Linked DNA regions of Gossypium hirsutum: region 2 is linked to region 1. A link is a contact called in public Hi-C data. All regions are on one chromosome and are shown on one strand. Each heading gives the region's core, a stretch centred on a gene start, on an enhancer-like site or on the middle of the called end of the contact. The rest is flanking DNA. Distances are from core to core; before and after follow the strand shown. Region 1 has its middle 12 kb from the start of LOC107954833. Region 2 has its middle 30 kb from the start of LOC107954836.

Region 1 (2,561 bases), core at 36-2,535:
TTTCACTCACAATTTAAACTCTTTTTTTTAATTTCATACATATTGCATATATGTTAGGGTAAAGTACATAAATAGTCATTAAACTATTGCTCGTGTTCTATTTTGGTCATTGAATTTTATTTTTCTGATTTAGTCACTGAACTACTTGAAATCAAAAGTTTTTGGTCATCGAATGTTAACAACCGTTTTAAATTTGACGGAAGTGCTGATGCGGACTTTTTTTATTGGTCTAATAACAAATTTAGCCGTCTAATGTTTACACATTCTATAAATTTGATCCTAAATATAAAAAAAATTCAACAAATTTAGCCATCAATGTTTACAAAATTTGTCATTTTAGTTCAAATTCCAAAATTTTCTATAAATTTAGTCTTTAACATTTACAGAACGACAAATTTTAATTTTTAAAAATTTTATAAGTTAAAAAAAAAACCCAACACCTAAACCTCTATTTCTCCATTGTGCTCGCCTTTACTGTCAATAGAGTTGGCCAAGGATTAGGCTACTCGCCCAATCCTGAAAATCTGCCCAAAATATGGGATGACTTGGACAAATAGACCAAGCTCGAAAAATGGGCTTAGGCAAAATTGCAAGCCTACTTTCTAATTGGGCTAGGCTTTGAATAGAATTTTTGAAACCCAAACTTAACCCAGTCCAGCCCGGATGCATATAAAATATATTATAAATATTATACATTTTATTATAAATTTTAAATATATAAAATCCAACCCAAATCCAAAATATTTTTAATTTAAAGTCCAAACTTATCCTAAACAAAACCCAAAGCCGAACAACTCCTAAAAGTCTAAAACCTCATTTCTAACCAAGAGCTATTTTTCGTAGTTTGCCGTCAAATTCCATAAGGCAGCTCTCTTCTCTGCCATTCTCCTTGGGGAATCCCCGACTTCCTCCCAGTGAAGTCTGTTGGAGGATTTTTAGGTGAAATCAGTAATTAAAATTAGAAAAAGAATAAACAAAGCAAGGCCTAGGTGTAGTTTCCCCCAACTAAAAGGATCCTTTCAATTTATGATGGGAGATGTCAGACATTGGACTGCAATAAAGGCAAATGAAACGGAATTCCTATTTCTGATGTTTGTGCTACCAGAACCAGATATAAGGCATTCCTTTATTTTTGCTCTAGTAATTAATATAAGCTGTTACTTTTCCTTCTAGATGCTGTTTTATACTGTCAAATTACTTATTGTTGGGTGAGGCTGGGATAGGCCCGAATTACCCATATTTAAATAGGGCCGAGCTTGTACAAGATGCCAGGCCCATATTTCTTATTGGGCCTAGGCACAGAAAAACCCTTTGTCTAGCCTCGGTCTGAACCCAACCCACAGACAGCTTTAGCTGTTAGTAAAAAAAATTATTTGCCATCAAGTCCGGCGAAACTTGGATGACTCATTAGATCTGCCACTAGCCACACCTCCTCCATCTTCTTTGTCAACATGTTCATGATTGGATGAAAGATGGTGGCATTCAACCCACCATTTCCCATCATAGTTTGAATCATGCACAACGAATCCTTGATCATTTCGATTTTGTAGAGACGCACAATGAATAAATAAAACGTGTGCTTGCACGTGAGGCCTTTGTCTAAATGAAATAAGGTTTTGACCAAAGGGCCGAGGATCAAGCTAGAGGATTCTGTATTGATGTTGAAGCACCCATCTTTCACATGCTTGAGGAGGTAGCCTACCATTGCCATATATATGTTTCGGCCAGCTTTGTGAACTTGCATGTCATAGTCGGCCGATGTGGACTCGTCAGGTCAAATGGTCTGAGATAGAAAAGAAGCGCGTGAAGAAGTGGAGGATAGATTGGGGATAAGGGGATTGGTTGTTTGGTTTTTGGAGAATCAACTTGTTATTACAAATAAAGGTCGGAGAAATAAAAGTTCGGGTGTTATTTTTTTTAATTTACAAAATTTTTCGTTTTAGAAATGTTGAGCGCTAAGTTTATTGAATTTTATAGAATTTGAACTAAAATGACAAATTTTGTAAACATTGAAGGTTAAATTTGTTTATTTTTTTATAGTTAGGATCAAATTGATAAAATGTGTAAATAATAATGGGCTATATTATTATTGGATTAATAAAAAAAGCCCACGTCAACACTACCATCAAATTTCAAATGGCTGTTGACGGTCGAAGACTAAAAATTTGATTTCGAATAGTTTAATGGTTAAATCAAAAAAATTAAAAGTTCAATGATCAAAATAGAATGCATGCAGTAGTTTAGTGATCATTTCAGTACTTTACCCTATATGTTATTATTAATTTCAATACATATGTGTGATTACTTATTGAACATTATTTTTAAAAACACAGGTTTGATAAAATTACTAATTTTAGTTAACTTGCTTAGTTTATAGCAATGTTCAAGTTATGAATTATGTCAAGATTTGGCTTCTGAATTGTAATTTTTTTTTACTTTAGTATTTGAATTTTTTTTATCTCATTTTGATATTTAAAATATAATATTTTGGTCCAAAAGTTAAGGGTGTTAAAAAATAACCTATAACAAAATGCGATGTTGCCTTTATCCATGTCATTTGT
Region 2 (2,561 bases), core at 37-2,536, 55 kb before region 1:
ACTATATATGAAAGTAGAATGAGAGTGAGAATAAGTGGTAGGAAATAGGAACAATTAATGAGAATCTATACATTTATTTATTCATTTTTCCTTTTGCAGCATAGAATGTTTATATCTTCACCATCTTGAAAGCTGTCAAGAAATATTGAAGACATCTCCCATGTATAAATTTTCAATTATTTTATCTATAAAAACTTTCAAACTTATTAAATATGATAAATGTTTAATATTTCCTTCTTCTTTTTTACTTTGTTATTAGTTAATATAACATTCTAAGAAAATTTGTAAATAAATGTAAAAATAATTAATGATTATAGAAGTTGTGTTCTCATATCATATTAATAAAAGTTCATAAGTGTTAGAAAACACTCTAAAAATCATTAAAATTGACTTTTTATAATTATAATTATTATGTTTTACAATAAGTTGTGCGAATTTTAAAAAAATTCACGACCGCGATAGCATCCTTTATGTCCGCAACCGCGATAAACGCAACACGACTAAAAACACGGCCGCAACCGCAATTTAAATCCTTGACCACATCGTTCCACAATCCTTGAGCATAAGCTTCCCACGTTAACCCATGAAAACCCCCTTGCCTTTAGGAAAAAATGATGTCAATCCAACGCTTTGCCCTCCAAATAGAGCATCACCATGTGCACCTTGGCATGGTCAAGAACCCCTTCGGCTTCAAAGAATTGTTCCAACTTTGCGCACCATCCTTGGTAGTCCGTTCCATCGAATCTTGGGCATCCTAACCGATGAGAACGCACTGACTCATCCCACTGTCCACCTTGAGTTACATTCTTCATGTTCACATCAGGCGATAATAGAGGTGCATCTCGCAAACGAAACCGTGTAGGAGAGCTGCCCAACATGCCCTTGTCACGGTCTTGAGATGGACCTACAGGAGCAGCAACGACCGGAGTGGCAGTGAAACTACCCAAATACTGTTCAAAGAGCCCTTGCAGCTCTGACTTGATTTCTCCGCGAATATCTTCACGCAGCTCCTTCATGCTATTCTCCAACCAGCCATCCTATTGGGATATTTCAGTTTGAAGCTGCACCATGTCTTGCTGCAATTGATCGATGTTGTTCTAAAGCCTGGTAGTGATGTCGTCACCTGTCATGAGGCTTGACTGTAGCTTTGATACCCTTGTTGCGTGTTGTCGAGACAGAGATAAAAAGATACGAAAGAAGAGGGGGAGGGAAAGAGAGAGAGAATTAAAAAGAGATGAGAGAGAACATCAGAATAAAGCTTAATTTTCTGGTATGGCCACTGCATACACGTCCCTTTCGTTAAGTAACAGTAGCAGCTACTACAACTTTAGTACCCAGGCTGTCAAAACTACCCAGCTAATAACAACAAACAAAAACAGAAATAAAGACAACCAAAGAAACGCATCCGTATTACTAATGATGGTGCGCACCATTTAACTGAACATCAAAACTCATCATATATCATTTTTTGTTATTTACTTTTTACCCATGCACGTAAACCATGCAACAGTGTTGTCTCATATCAGTATCTTCACTTTGTAGCCATTTGGTGCGATATGTATGTATGTTTTGGGCGGTTTATAGATCGAGTTCCTATTTTCATTACGAAGATATGTTTATAAACAGTAGCAGGAATTCAAGAAAATAGAAAACGTATTTGAATTACAACATTTTGGTTTGGCTTTTATTGAATTGGATTTAGGCAATAGTAAAATGTAGTTGATGTGTTTTTAAGTTTAAAAACATGTGGTGGAAGACATTTGATTTAGTCAACAATATTGACAATCGGTTAAAAGACTTCATCCTCAATTGAGTATCTTGTTCCAATAAATCTAATAATTCATGCATAAAAAGTTGAAATTGAACATTTTTTAGTATATATGATGGCTATACGTTGTCCACTTCTCTTTCCATCGAGTTTAGCAAGTTGCCAACCCCATAATTCATATGCTTAGGTTTGAACATGAAAATTTAATATCGTCATTGCATTTTAGTTGATTGCCATTGAATCTATATTAACCCTCCATGCAGGAAGTGAATTTGAAAGAATGTAAATTGTAGATTCATTAATGGCCTTATTGGAAACAGGTTCAATTTGAGGTATAGAATAAATTATATGTGCAGTTGATATTTGCAATGTACATGAGTAAATTAGACAGATAGATCTTTAAATAATTTACATTATAAATAACCCACAACAGAATAATTAATAGATTTAGAGGTGATCATGGGCCAGGTCGGGCCTCAATAGAATTTTAGGCTCGTACCCGACCTGATTCGAAAGATGAGCTTAAAATTTTGCTCAAGTTCAATAGGATAAAAATGCTAAAATCTGGTTTGGTTGTATTACAGTTTTTTTATATTATTATTTTTATATAAAAATTTAAAAGTATAATACATCAAATACACTAAAAACATTAAAATAAATGTTTCCCAAAAAATTGAAAATAAATTTTAAAAAATATTTATACTTTAAATAACACTAAGATAAATGCAACTTAGTAAGCAAATACCTCTAAATAACAAAATTAACAATAAAACAAGAGCTATACAATATTCAA

What was found. A called contact is a pair of places that touch in the nucleus more often than the background predicts.
Region 2: a Hi-C map of leaf shows a contact between it and region 1, with 5 times the contacts expected there. The contact joins two enhancer-like sites. A contact is called at or near these places in 6 of 34 Hi-C or Micro-C datasets (anther, hypocotyl, leaf and 1 more).

What each region holds. Positions count from the first base shown.
Region 1 is chrD07:46,858,330-46,860,890 of Gossypium_hirsutum_v2.1, reverse strand. No RefSeq gene overlaps it. Among protein-coding and RNA genes, the nearest start is that of LOC107954833, 12 kb to the right of the region's middle. Within about 2 kb of position 1,285, at least 7 of the 9 cell types and tissues checked have an H3K27ac peak or open chromatin away from gene starts, as enhancers often do. A contact at or near this core is called in leaf, where this site is marked.
Region 2 is chrD07:46,913,631-46,916,191 of Gossypium_hirsutum_v2.1, reverse strand. No RefSeq gene overlaps it. Among protein-coding and RNA genes, the nearest start is that of LOC107954836, 30 kb to the left of the region's middle. Within about 2 kb of position 1,286, at least 4 of the 9 cell types and tissues checked have an H3K27ac peak or open chromatin away from gene starts, as enhancers often do. A contact at or near this core is called in leaf, where this site is marked.